Linked DNA regions of Zea mays: region 2 is linked to region 1. Evidence: chromatin contacts called from public Hi-C data. All regions are on one chromosome and are shown on one strand. Each heading gives the region's core, a stretch centred on a gene start, on an enhancer-like site or on the middle of the called end of the contact. The rest is flanking DNA. Distances are from core to core; before and after follow the strand shown. Region 1 holds the start of LOC100384658 (Diacylglycerol kinase 5). Region 2 holds the start of LOC100191918.

Evidence for each region. Hi-C and Micro-C count contacts between places; a contact is called where the count stands out from the background.
Region 2: a contact with region 1 is called in a Hi-C map of tassel, with 2.3 times the contacts expected there. The contact joins the promoter of LOC100191918 here to the promoter of LOC100384658 in region 1. A contact is called at or near these places in 2 of 25 Hi-C or Micro-C datasets (leaf and tassel).

Annotation. Positions count from the first base shown.
Region 1 is chr3:195,844,360-195,851,833 of Zm-B73-REFERENCE-NAM-5.0, forward strand. It overlaps LOC100384658 (Diacylglycerol kinase 5), which reads left to right and starts at 3,765. Exons shown (of 13, transcript NM_001322277.1): 1 at 3,765-3,996; 2 at 4,964-5,174; 3 at 5,302-5,424; 4 at 5,548-5,676; 5 at 6,160-6,245; 6 at 6,342-6,465; 7 at 7,411-7,459. The coding sequence starts at 4,977. It also overlaps the pseudogene LOC103651138.
Region 2 is chr3:196,108,419-196,115,892 of Zm-B73-REFERENCE-NAM-5.0, forward strand. LOC100191918 reads left to right here and starts at 2,515. Exons shown (of 4, transcript NM_001137342.1): 1 at 2,515-2,684; 2 at 2,992-3,061; 3 at 3,149-4,465; 4 at 4,544-5,216. The coding sequence starts at 2,626. The coding sequence ends at 5,041. LOC100282807 reads right to left here. Exons shown (of 12, transcript NM_001367093.1): 6 at 7,360-7,422; 7 at 7,180-7,273; 8 at 7,040-7,085; 9 at 6,899-6,966; 10 at 6,468-6,516; 11 at 5,921-5,986; 12 at 5,388-5,756. The coding sequence ends at 5,670.

The sequences.
Region 1 (7,474 bases), core at 2,515-5,014:
AACAATTACATCTGAAATATTGGACGCGTTCAATAATTTGATGATAAATTCACTGAAATACTGATGCCTGAATGTCATAAAAAATACACTTCCGTTCACATTGTAGAGCGTCACGCCGATCGGCTGCAGCCAGATGTAGCTGCAGCAGGAATAGAGACTGATGATACTTTGGCTATTAGGGTGTAGCAAGCTACAGCTGCCTTGTGTTTCCTCGTTTCTACCCTTGTGTTTTTTGCTGAGTGAAAAGTGAAACCTAATGTGCACATATTGGTTGCTTAAGCTGCAGCAGCCATCTTTCCTAAATGAGTATGAATTGGGACTGATGTCCTGCTAGTGCTGCCATTGTGAACATGCTCCTGCAATAAAATGTCACTAGCAACTTGTAAACGGATTGTCTATGCTTATGTTTTGTGTGTTGAATGTATTTGGCATTTTGGCTATAAAATGAGGGTCGGGTAGCTACAAGGATAGATCATCCGATCACATTATATAGGTAATAGATACCGCCATAAATATATAGGATATAGGTTATTATCTTATTCTGAGAGCCTAAACTTATATAAATCTTTGTGTGTCTCATGTATTTACCTTTAGTTCTTGATTATGTGACCTGTCATATAAATTAACTAATGAATAATCTTCAGCACCCCAGATAGGGGAAGTCGCGATGATCACCAGAAAGTTGATGGCAACCATGAGTTTTGCACCAGCAGAAGCAGTCATCTTTCGCACACTGATATTCATCGCCAATAAAATCATGAATTTTGGATTTGTCCCGGATCTTTCGGTGGCTCTAATGTCCTCCGTTCAAGCTTTATAAGATCCAATCTACACCTCGGCGAATCTAGGTTGGTTTGATCTTGTGTCATCGAACTCCACTTTGACATCAGCTCAGACTCGAACTAAACTCTTATCATAGTGATGACCGATAAATTTTCAATTTCAAAAACCAACTTAGAAATGAATCCGTTTTGAAAAACAATAAACCCTGACCTAGCCGACCACTAAAGTCGATTAGACTGGGTTTCACAGGAAAGCCAACTACTATAGCTGGCCTAACAGAGGAAGTCAGTAAGGCCAACCTCTGATGGAGACCTGAACAACTTTGTAAACCTGGCTTGGCAAGTTTGATGACCGGCCTGGCCGGTAATGCCACGGTGGCACATGCTTCTAAATTGGAACAATTTTATCATCAACAAAAACCACCCAAGCATGACATATCCAGAATTAGCGGTGGGCATTTTAAAACCAAAGACCGAATCTGAATCCAAACTGAACCTAGTCTATTTAGGTTTTCTGGTTCAGTTCCTACATATGCTATATTTTGGGGTATGAGTTAGAAACCCGAGTAGACCGAATAACCCAAATTTTTTTTAAAAAAACTCTTAGTATGTGATGATATTGTTATGTGATTTATGAGTGATTTACGAATTTATCAAGTAAAAATTATGATATCATCTTAATGGTAGTGTGTTTGTGTGTGTATATATATATATAAAATTTTTATAGTCACTTGTTGTAATAATAATACTTCTATTTAATTATTTATTCTCTCTATATTATAACAAAAGACAGTAGTCTCACTACTAGTCTATTCGGCGAACTGGTATTGTCGGTCTGCTCGGGTTCAATTCCTAAGATTATTTTGAAAACTTCGATTCTCATTTTTCAAAATTCGAAACTTTAAAAACCCAAATAGAATTACCCTAATAGACCGAATACCTAGCCCTATCCAGAATTCTAAATGACTTATGTGGGCCTGATATGTGTGGGGCCTTAGTCCTGGAATAGGGCCATTACAGTCGGTCCAAATGAGACTTCCAAATAAGCTGCCCAACCAGCCCAAAACCTTGGGTTGTTGGCAACTTTTGAGTAAGTGGGTTAAATTTAGCGCATACTGTACATTCATAAATCAGCAAAACAGAACCATGAGATCAGGCAGATACTGTAAAGGGTAGGCAGTGTTCGGGTGATGATTATACAAGGGCTAGATTTTGGGATTGCGAAATCATAATAGTGAGCATGCATGTAAACCGTGAAAGCTGCCTCCACAGGTAATCTTTTTTGTGTGAACTAAAGATTGTAAAGCTATTCCACAATCTTAAGGCAGTGTGGACTGTGGTGAAAGCTGACCTTGTTTGAATAATAGGTAGATTCTTTGTAGTGAAAATCGACCGTCTAGATTCAGATCTCCTAACTTAGCATAGGTGCACGTGTTTAGATTTAGTAGGTGATATGTCATATGTCCATCAATAACGAGACGCTTGCTAGCAGCTTCATTAACCTTAATATTTACCATTGCCGTTTATACCGTTTGTAGGAGCGAATAGAGAGATTTATAGAATTATAGGAGGGAAAGTGTGTACTATATTTATGCTTAGGAGAAACTAAACATGTCCTAGAGAAACCGAATTGCAGCAAAGACAAACAGTCGAACCGTCGTCGACAATGTACAACTCATCGTAGGCTGTCGTGCGTGAACCGCCGCATCTATCTCTCGGATACATGACCCGGCAGCCGGGCATCCGCCGCACAGCAATCCATGGCGACGGCTCCACACCGTGGGCAAAAAACTTTCGGCACCGCCACCACCACCTTTCAGCTTAACGCATGCGATGGCTATCATCTTTGCATTGATTTGGTGAACATTCCGATCGTCCCTTTCTATGTCAGCACGGTGCACGGGAAAGAGAAGAGGAGATGCTTCCGCCACGTCGTCGTCAGGAATCTCTCCTTGCTTGTAAACAAGGGCGCCTCCAGCACAAATTCGGTGCGCTGCTATCTCGTCAGGAATAATGTCTCTTTTGAGAATTGAGGCCACCACTAATGTCCCCCCAAGGTCTTCTGCTCGTGGCTAATTTTCGGCATAATGGACACAGGACACCCACGAGTCTATTACCACACACTGTGGTTGCTTGTTTATATATGGCGTCCATGCATGGTAAAAGGTAGCGGCAGTCGTTGGGTGCTTAAGCGGTGTTCTAGCAACTTACCCATCCAATCTCTTATTATATCTCCTATGTTAAACTTTACTCCGTGAATAGTGCTAAAGTGTGAAGACAACCTCGTACCATGCGCATGCAAATACATGCAGCGGCGCAGCCAGCTCGAGAGGAAAGTGACATCAGTTGTGTCGGCCACGGTGATTTTCTACGCACGGAGTGGGCAAACCACTCAATTTCATTTGACTAACGGACATGTGACCTCTAGTACACGGAGTCGCTGGGAATCTAGAAACGAATAGACACCCAATTGCAGGATCCAAGGCAAATCGCCTGTCAAGATTCCTGGACACTGCTACTCTGGTTTGACCTGTCCCGGCCCGAGCAACGACGCGCCCACGACTGCACCGTGATCGCCGAAAAAGAAACGGCGTACGAGGCGAGGAGCCCGCTGCAGCTGTTGCTCAAGTGTGTGTCGCGGACTTCGGAGAGAGAGAGAGAGAGAGGCGGACACCGGACAAGCCCGCACGGCGGGTGGTTTGTCCCGTCGGCTCCAGCCAAGGCTCAAGGACAAACAAGCGAACTACTCCGCGGGCGGCGCGAATCGAACCAGCCCAACGTAGAAAGGCAGCCACCAGGTAAAAGTAACCGACCAGGTTCCAACGGTCCCGCACCGCACCTACATCATTCTGTTGGGCCCACCGGCAGACTGGGCCGGGAGTAGAAGCCACGCGTCGGCGCCGCACGTGGAACAAGTGCCGAAGCCCGCGCCTGGGTGGCAGCCGCTTATAAGCTGGCCGTGCCACCGGCTGTTTTTTTCCCAACCTGCAACCCTCCCTCCCTCCCTCCTCGAGCTCTGCTCAGCACACAAGGACACCCAAAACGCGCAGGTGAGAGAGGCGAGGGAATCCCTCCCCCTCCCGTTCCAATTCCTTTCCTCCGCTCGCGGCTCGCCTCCTCGACCGACCCCCCCAAAGCGGCGCTCTCCTTTTCGGCCATTGCGCCACCCGCCCACAAGCGATTCGGATTCTCCCCCCCACATCGTCCTTTCCAGGTGCGCGAGCGTGCGTGCGTGCGAGCGATCCCTAAGCTATTCCTCTGCTTTTAATCTCTCTTATTATTGCTCTCATGAGGTTTCGAATCCTGGTTTATGCGATAATTACGAGCGGGGGAGATTTGCGCACTTCTTCCAAAAAAAAATCCCCCCCTGTTGTTGTTTAAACTCGAGAATAGCTCTGCGGATTGGAGCGCTTCTGGTCGGCCTGTAAGGGCTTGGGGTTTCCGCCGCGTTCTTCTACAATGATTTGGTTCTAGCTGTGTGGCGTGCATTTTCACTAGCTCTAGCGCTCCGAGCGTCACGATCTCGTCACGGTTCGTTTCGGGTTCCTGGTGCTGGCGTTGGTTGTGTTTCTCCACCTGTGCTCTGTATATCTACCATCTATTTTGATCAGTTATTAGTTTCTAGGTCGCCACGATCGGTGCGTCTAGGTCTGATTCCTGAATTTAACTCGATTGGTTGGTGACTTCAGTTTGATCACTTTGAATGGTTTGGTTTCAAATTATTCGGTCCTTGTCTCAAAACAAACGATTCGCCGTCAGACTTATCCTTAAGAAAAGGGTAAAAGTAACGGCTACCTGTTTTAGATTGTTCTAGGATGCTGGCAGGTGAGGTGATTTGTTGGCAAGCGAACAGCGGCACTAATTCTGTTTTACATAATTGGTACGAGTAGTAGGCCTTATGTCACACCGATAGCGACTGACATCTGTTTCCGTGGACTTGAAGAAGGGATGGGCGTCATGAGCAAGCCTCTTTCTAAAGCAGCTTCACCTAGTTTTGGTTATGATCCCATTTGAAGCCGTTTCACTTGGAATGGAATGGAATGGAGTCACAGTCACACCCTTTGCCAAAAAATAAATAAATGCTGTGCTGTGCTGCGTTTGCCCTTTGCCAGTGAAAGAACATAGAATGTCTAGCCTTACAGTGTATAACCATCTAACTAACATTAGCATTAATGATGCAGGTTGCAGGCTTAAATGGAGAACGATGTTGAGAAAAATAACATGGTGAAAGAGTTCTATATCCCAACCTATATTTTCGTGCCAGAGTCTCCAGTGGAGCATGCATCTCAGATACCTACTTGTCCGGTGATTGTTTTTGTCAACACAAAAAGTGGAGGTCAACTGGGACGTGAGTTGATTGTCACATACCGTAAGCTTCTCAACCATGCCCAGGTAGATACCGTCTTTTTTTTTGCAAATATACTTGTTTGGTATCACATTGACCTATCATATTTTTCTGCAGTGAAATTAAGTTATGGTTTTGTGGCTAGGCCTAACAATGTAATTATATAAAATTCAGGTATTTGATCTGCTTGATGAAGCTCCAGACAATGTCTTGCACAGACTATACAGCAACCTGGAAAGGCTCAAGCACGGTGGTGACACTCTTGCTTCTGAAGTCTATAGGAGACTAAGGCTAATAGTGAGTGCAATCTGGCAATTTCATATTCCAAGACCTCCTGCTAATGTTTCTACCATTAATTTGTATGTTTGTTTATTTGAATAGTCCTAACATGCCTCTGTTTTATCATGTAAATCCAATTAGGTTGCTGGAGGTGATGGAACGGCAGGTTGGTTGCTTGGAGTTGTATCTGATCTTAAGTTAGGACATCCACCTCCTGTAGCTACAGTTCCGCTGGGGACTGGAAATAACTTGCCATATTCTTTTGGATGGGTGAGTTTAAAAATCAAAACAATCTTTTTCTTCATATTAGACAATCTTTACCATAGTTCTTAAGGCGGTATGGTGAGACAAGAAATTGTCCACCACCTAGATGCCTAGGCAGCGCCTAGGCGAGCAAGGCGCCTCGGATTGTTTGAACGTCTAGACGCCTAGGCGACGTCTTTAAAACACTGATCTGCTTTGAGCCCTTGATATATATACTTGATAGATAGATCTTTAATGAATTCAACGTTATGCAAACAGGAAATATTTTGTAGTTCTCTTCTAATAATGTAATTTTTGAACTTTAGTAGCTGTTCTGGTTAAGTAATTTTACATCATCTGTTCAGATAAGCAATTGTTTCTTGTGGTGGTAGGTAGTAAACTCCTCTTTATGTTGCCTTTTGTGGAGCCAGCTTTCGTGTTAGGCTGCTAGCTGCTTGGGAAACACTTTATGTGACTGGCTGCCAATAATATCAAACAATTAATATGCAGGGAAAGAAAAATCCTGGAACAGATTATGATTCGGTCATATCATTTCTTCAGTTGGTAAGAGAATCAAGAGAGATGAACATTGACAGGTGGGTTTGCTTTTACACCCTTCACTATCTTTCTGTATGAAATCTTCATATGGTACATGGGTCTTGACTAATATTGGAACCGTTACAAGAATTCAGCTGGCACATTGTCATGAGAATGGAGAGCCCAAAAGATTCTCCTTGTGATCCAATTGCACCTCCTGACTTGCCTCATTCTTTGCATGCATTTCGACGTATGCCAAAGACAGATCCACAAGATATGGTAACAATGCTGGACATTACCATTTATTTTCATTAATGCTAGCATAGTTACTGCATTTGTCTACCTTTTTCCTTTCTTTTTGGACATGGTTGTTGTTTCCTGCTTTCTCATTCATGAGAATATGATCCCTTTGCTATATTCAATTATCATGTTGATAATAAATTACTCTCTATGTTCCAAACTATAAGTCGTTTTAGCTTTGGCCTAAGTTAAATTTCTCTTGACCAAGTTCATAGAAAAATGTACAAACATCTACAGCAGCAAAGTAGGTTCATTAGATACTACTAAATTTATTTTAAGGGCGGTTTGGGAACTCCATTTTCCCAGGGATTCCTATTTTCCTAAGGGAAAATGAACTAATTTCCTCTGGGGAAATGGGGTTCCCAAACTAGTCCTAATAGTGTATTTCTCTGATATTTATATATGTTAATCTATTTTTGTATACACTTGGTCGAAGTTAGACAAGTTTAATTTAGGACAAATCTAAAACAATTTACAAGTTGGAGCGGAGGGAGTAGATAATATCTTGAACCATAGCAAAAGGGAATATCATGTATCATGCATCAAGAACAATATCATTGCTCAAACAAGCTTTGCTTGTAGTCTTGTGTTATTCTATGTATATTCCATTACTTGAACTTCAAATATTTAGTTGGCATCTTTTCGACTTGTTGAATAGAACATAAGGATTGATTAACCTTTTCAACTTATTGAATAGAACATGATGTATTTTTAGTCATGTTTTATCTACCTGAATAGATACTTATTTTGTCTACTGGTTGAATTCTTAAATGACAGTTATCACATAAGAGAAATTCTTGTAAAATGAATCTTAAGAAACTTGAGGAATTAATTGTCAGCAATATTATTAGAAAACAAAATGGTTTGAATTACGCTATGCTATGCCATGTTTTCCATATAATATTTTTCTCTGCGTGTTCCCAGGAGTATTCTTATACATATCGTGGGGGATTTTGGAATTACTTCAGTATGGGTAAGTTCCTTGTTC
Region 2 (7,474 bases), core at 1,265-3,764, 260 kb after region 1:
TGATCACTCACACTTCATTCTTGCGCACTTGTTCGACATTCTAGTGCTTTGAGCTCCGTTCTAGTGTGCTAGTCTTTTGAGCTTAAGTCTGGGTCTTGTGTGTGCGTACTTGCTGTGATCTTTGTGTCTTGTGTGAGTTGCTAATCCCTCCCTTACTCCGTGGTTCTTTGTGAACATCTTTGTAAGGGCGAGAGACTCCAAGTTGTGGAGATTCCTCGCAAACGGGATATAGAAAAGAAAAGCAAACACCGTGGTATTCAAGTGGGTCTTTGGACCACTTGAGAAGGGTTGAGTGCAACCCTCGTCCGTTGGGACGCCACAACGTGGAGTAGGCAAGCGTTGGTCTTGGCCGAACCACGGGATAAACCACTGTGCCATCTCTGTGATTGATCTCTTGTGGTTATTGTGTTTTGTTGAGACTCCTCTCCAGCCACTTGGCAATACTGTGCTAACGTTTAACCAAGTGTTTGTGGCATTAAGTTCAAGTTTTACAGGATCACCTATTCACCCCCCCTCTAGGTGCTCTCAGGTATTCGTGCCATGTTTGGGAATTGGGAGAACACCTTCTTAGAAGGAGAAGATGCTACATAAAACCAAGATCACGACACACCTAGGGAGTGTAGGACCACGTTCACGGGATGGGACACCACGACCTACAACAATTGTATTGGACCCCCGATTCTAGCAATGAAAGACAAGGTTCATCTTCACTCCTTCCGTATGTGAATTATCCGGTCGGTGAAGTGACTCGGCAACCGATGATGTGGGTGTACCAATAGGAGGAGCCTGAGTACTACCAAATGTTGGTGGACTCGTGGAGTACACTTCTACGTGGACTGGGCAGACTTGGGCGAAGAACAAGTTACAGTTGATGCGTGAGCAATGTATTATGTTGCTCTCATCGGAGGAGTATAATATGACATATGATCAGTAGAATGCACAAATGTGGGAATGATCTTCATCGGAGGTTGTATTGTATCTTCGGTAGTATTTGTGAAGTATGAAACTGTGGCATGCAATGTATATGAACCATGCAACTGTATCATGTAATGCATTTTGAACCGCTAAATGTTGTTATTGTACTTGTGATAACATTTAGGCCCTTTTTAAAAATTTTGTGACCTAAATGTGCTCTATTTGCCAAAAAAAGGTTTGGTTTCTCATGCATTGCTACTGGTTTATCAAAATGATGACCAATTAATCAGTCGTATCGGCCGATAAACCGTTCCCGAACCGATGAAAATCAAAAGCTGGTTTGGATTTGTATTTGGTCCTTTTCTACCGGTTTATCCCGATTAATCACGATAAAGTCTTGTTTGATCATTCCTATATCATATGGATTTGATGAGATTGAAAAAAAATAGTAGAGATTTTGACTTGCTATGGATTAAACCCATCCAATCCCCTTCAATTTAGGCCTTGTTCATTTATTTCTATCCCATGTGGATTAGATGAGATTGAAAAAATGATGAAAGATTTTAACTTGTTTGAGATTTAAACTCACTCAATCCACATACATTGACCAAGACAAACAAGCCCCTACATGAATTGGAGAGAAAACGAACGTGACTGGGCTTGTTCTGTTCTATCCCAATCCATATGGATTGAGAGGGATTGAGGGGGTTTCAATCCCTAGTAAGGCCTTGTTCGGTTAATCCCATTAACAATGGATTGGACGGGATTGGAAAAACTTGTGAAGAAATTTGACTTGCTTGGGATTTAAACCCACCCAATCCCACTTAATCCACATGGATTGGGAGCTAACCGAACAAGCCCTAAGTAAAAATCTCTTCCAATCCGTATCAATCCTCTCCAATCCATATGGATTGAAAATAACCGAACAAGCCCTAAACTGGTTATCGGTGCTGATCGGTTTTTGGCCGCCGTAGAACCCTGCTTCAGACTCGATTACAGAGTGTATTTCCGCAGGTGCGCGCGTAAACGGATAGATCTACTACAGTATTAGTAGCTGATGGTCGAACAGACAACCCCCTGAGAAGTGGATCTTGCTGGCCAGGTGGTGCAAGGGCCGACAGCGACCACTAACCAGGCAGTGTTCCTGCGAGATGCATGCATGGCCATCCATCACCTCTCCCGGTCTCCGTCGATCGCCTGTCAAAATGACCACGGGGACGCCTGCTGCTACCGAGGACCGATGAGCGTCTGACTAGTGGGGCAGGAGCCGAATAAAACACAGGGTCCAGCACTGGCAGGCCGGTCCGGACGCATCAACAAGTGGGAGGAGGCCCCAGCTGTCAGTTAGCTGCTCCCATGAATAAATATTTCTGGTGGCACTGGATGGACACAGCCTAAAATTTCACCGAACGATAGCAGTGCCCGCTCCCAGCTCCCTTGGACCCGGGCCTAGCTTTGACTGGCCGCGTGCTCTCTCGCCATTGTCTGCATGAGCACATCGAATTCCTTCCATCTCTGATCTCTCCCACTCCCACGTCCCACCCATAAATACTTGGCCACCATCTTTCCTGGCCTTCCATTTCCCAAAAAAAACGCAAGCATAGATCAGTGGATACCACTCCATCATCCTGCTTGGCCCCGGCCGGCTGGTAGATCGTCGTTCCGGAGTCGTCGACTGGAATAACGAACTGGCGCAGCAGGAGGCCAATAATGGCCACCATGAAGCTGGGTTCCAAGCCGGAGATTTTCGTCCTCCAAGACCTCACATGGTTATCTCGATTTCTTTCGCTTGTGTGTTGATGATTCACGATACGTTCTGCCTTCTTTCAAATTACTGGGATACTATGTAATATATTAAGCCGGATTTCTACGAGAAATATGCCGGTCTCTTTGGCACAGTAAACCCTAAATTATTGTAATAGCATGTCTGTCCTTCTTGCCATTCGGTCCAAAAGCGAATTTTACTGCAGATGTCACAGTACTCCTTTGAAAAATAGTTTTTTTTCTCTCCAATCCAAAGGAGTCCTTGGTGTTCCAAAATTTCACACTTTCACCTTGATCTCATTATCTTCCCAGGAGATGCACGACCGAGCTCGAGAGTGATGTAGTTGTCGAAGTCGGAGAGATGTCCTTTTACCTCCACAAGGTTAGTGCCGCATTGTTCTCGAGTGCTGATCTCGGCTTGCTCCGAATCTGAAGTGAACCGCCGCGCCTCTCTTGGGTACGCGCGCAGTTCCCGCTGCTGAGCCGGAGCGGCGTGCTGCAGCGGATGATCAGCGAGTACCAGGCTCCGGCGGATGGCGGCGGCATGTGCACGCTGCAGCTGGACGACATCCCCGGAGGCGCCAAGGCCTTCGAGCTGGCGGCCAAGTTCTGCTACGACGTCAAGATCGAGCTCAACGCGCTCAACGTGGTGTGCCTCCGCTGCGCCGCCGAGTACCTGCGCATGACGGACGACTACGCCGAGGGCAACCTCATCACGCAGGCCGAGTGCTTCCTCGTCGACGTGCTCGCCAACTGGAAGGACTCCATCAAGGCGCTCGAGACCTGCGAGGGCGTGCTCCCCACTGCCGAGGACCTGCACCTCGTCTCGCGCTGCATCACGGCGCTGGCCTCCAAGGCCTGCGGCTCCGACGCTGCCGCGCCAGTGGTCAGGAACGCCAGCGTCGACAAGGACGCGCTCTGGAACGGCATCCGGTCGGGCGACACGACGTCCTCCGCCGCCGCGGCGGCGGCGGCGGCCGGGATGGACTGGTGGTACGAGGACGTGTCCTTCCTCAGCCTGCCCATGTTCAAGCGCCTCATCCAGGCGATGGAGGCCAAGGGCATGCGCGACGAGAGCATCGCCGGCGCCATCATGTTCTACGCCGGGCGGTTCCTCCCGGGGCTGAAGCGCAACACCAGCTTCAGCAACGCGCTGGCCAGCTACGGCGCCGACGGCAGCGGCGGCGCCGGCGGTGGCATGAGCAGCCGCAACATCACCCCGCGCGCCGCCAGCGTGTCCGCTCCGTCGGAGGGCGACCAGAGGTACTTCCTGGAGGAGATCGTGGCGCTGCTGCCGACCAAGAAGGGCGTGGCCTCCACCAAGTTCCTGCTGGGAATGCTGCGCACGGCGATGCTCCTCCACGCCAGCCCACTGTGCCGGGAGAATCTGGAGCGGCGGATCGGCGCGCAGCTGGAGGACGCGTCGCTGGACGACCTGCTCGTGCCCAACCTCGGCTACCACGTCGAGACGCTCTATGACATCGACTGCGTGCAGCGGATCCTGGACTACTTCATGTCGTCCACGGACGGGATCGGGACCGGGTACACGTCGCCGGCGCTGGCAGAGGAGGGTGGCGGCAGCCTCGGGATACCCCAAGGCGCGACGCCGTCGTCGTCGCTGTCGCCGATCACCATGGTGGCCAAGCTCATGGACGGTTTCCTCGCGGAGGTGGCGCCGGACACCAACCTGAAGCTGCCCAAGTTCCAGGCGCTCGCGGCCGTGGTGCCCGACTACGCGCGCCCCGTCGACGACGGCATCTACCGCGCCATCGATATATACCTCAAGGTACACATCGCGAACCGTGGGCATTCACGTTTCCCTTCGTGATCTTGTCGCCATGCCATGCACCTGTATGTATTGCAGTCGCACCCGTGGCTGTCAGAATCGGAGAGGGAGCAGCTGTGCCGGCTGCTGAACTGCCAGAAGCTGTCGCTGGAGGCGTGCACGCACGCGGCGCAGAACGAGCGGCTGCCGCTTCGGGTGGTGGTGCAGGTGCTCTTCTTCGAGCAGCTCCGCCTGCGAACGTCCATAGCCGGGTGGTTCTTCGTGTCAGACAACGCGGCAGGGGGCGACGGCGCGCGCCCACACGCCGGCGGCGCCATCGTCCCCAAGGGCACCGCGGCCATCGCAGGCTGCCCGCAAGCAGACGCCGACAGTGACGTAGAGGGCGACGCACCCGATGGGAAGGAGACCATCACCGACGTGAAAGCGCGGGTGTCGGACCTGGAGAAGGAGTGCAAGAGCATGAAGCAGGAGATCCGGCGGCTCGGGAAGCCCCGGCGGTCCTGGAGCCTCCTCACAAGGAAGTGCGGTTTTGGGGCCAAGGTGCAACAAGCGCAGACTGCCATGAGCGGCAAATAGATTATTTTCCCACTTCATTTGTTTATTAGGCAGGAGCCTCGATTGCATTCCCTAAGGAGTCTTATCATCTATTTGCTACAGTAACAGTTCCTAATCTAGCCCTAGCTCCTAGTGTTATGCAATAATTACGTGCGGATGGTTTGCACGGGATGATAATAAACGTAACTTCAGCTTCAGCACAGCCATCAATATCTTCTCATGTTTCTGCTGTTACTAGAATTTCTGTTGCCTAACACCATATCTGAACCAAACCTTGATAGAAAGAGATAGTAAGCAAAGACAGAAAAAAAAAGATGACCTGAATATCCACTTCAGCAAGAATCTGACAAAGTTCAAGACCAAGTGGTTTCAGGCCGTGCAAAGAATCACTCGAGATCCAAAGAACAACAACAATTGTCTCGCGAGTTAAGAGTACAAATCATGTAGGAAATGTATAAAAAAAACTAGTTACCTATAAGCACATCTGAACCTAGGTAAGAGATCAAGCTCCGGTGGTAGGTGGTATACATTGCATGAAGGCAAGAAGGCTATAAGCTAGTATAAGTAATCTCAGAGACGAACAGCATATGTACATAACGTAGTTACCCATTGTCACACCGTGTCTCTTCCAGTCGCCTAGGTCGCTCTATCAAAAGGCATTCCTCATAGCACCACGGGCCGCCTCTCGCTTCATCTCTGCAGCTTTTCCACTTCCACGGAAGTACATGTATACTTGCTGAAACAAGTTCAGAACAATAATATCTCAAAACAGCTCTCTTCTAGAATAATTGAAACTTAAAGAGAGATTATGATGCATGAGACAGAAACACCATGTTGCTAATGAATATCCCTACACATCAGAATTCTAGGGACAGCAAAAGGTAAAAACATGATACCCACCTGAATGACAACGATGCTGAGCAGTGATTCAAGGCAGAACATTCCAAATCCAATGAAGTAAAATATCTGGCAAACAAAAATGTGGAAAGATAGTGTAAATGAGTGAGCAGTTACCAGGAAATATGTGAATTCACTTATTCAAGAATAACCCAATATATTCGATCAACCAACCGAAAAAAAACATAGCATCAGGTACTGCCAGGCCTAGACTGGTGCAACATGCAAGAGGTCCATCACAGATAAAAGTTGGATCATGTTTAGCTAGGGATCCCTTAGTAACCAGTTTCCCAAATCGATGGGGTTGAGGAACGGGAACATGGTACGGTACTTAAAACAAGATTTCAACACTATGAGGACAAGATTGTTCCCGTGTTCCCGGAACGGAACGAACATTTCTGGATCGAGGAAAGTGAATAAGTTCCACGTTCCCTCTTTCTAAGAGGAATCCCTCATATATTAATCATAATTTACTGGTATGTATAGCTTCATATGATGATCCAAATTAAGTCGAATCAAACCCCTAGTACGTTAAGCAGTTTAGACTTACCCCCACAATAGCACTCCTGCCTATGATATCAATAGCCGGCAAAATCCCACTGTACAGAAATTTTTTTGGAAATGTAGTTAGACATTAAATAATATGAGTGATTTGTAGCCATATACAGAGATAATAGTAAAAAATGTAGTTGCTACAGCATACTTAGCAAACCTAAAGTTTAACAGCACTACCAGGTGACCGTTAAAAGTAACACAAAACCTGTTATTGAACATACGAAACAGTTTGATATAGCACCATTAAATACACCAAGGCTTGTGAAACATTCGAAAAGGCCATGCAGCAGTATTTTTTGTCCCAGCACAAAATGGTAACAGTAGACTCAAAATTCTTTCAGGATCGAACCAGTGCTCTCTTATCCTCAACTATCAGATTTGTGTACGACTCATAAAACAATAAACTCCAAATCATGTAACACTTACGCCAAGGATTTTCCTTTGAATGGAAATGGAGGAGCCACAGCTGACCAGACACAGAATAAGATATGGAGCTGGAAGGGGTAAAGATCATTAGCAGGGAGTGAAATATATTTTTTCTAATATATGAAGTGATGATAATCTTACAAGGTAAAACAAGAAAAACCACCCAAACTTCAAAGCACTTTCAGTCCTGTAATACACATTTAAATAAACATAATGTGAAATGGAGGAGGGTACAATGTGGCAATGTGCATGAATAGACACAGCAGAAACATACACACAACCTCATCGCATTGTAAAGCGGGCGATACCAAAGCACATAGGCCCCAGGGACACCAGAGATGAAGTAGATGATTGCTAGCAACCAGATCATGACACCTATTCAAGCGAGCCACTGGATTAGTTCCAGGTTGGTAGCAATTCATTCAAAAGATGTAGAAAAGTACACTGCCATATGCCCATACCTTCTGATTTAATCCATGCTGCTGTAGTTGCAATGATGTTCCAAAAGAGGCAAGCTGTCAATCCTGCATAACAAACTTTGCACAATAAGGAACTTCGTAGAGCAATGCTAAACCA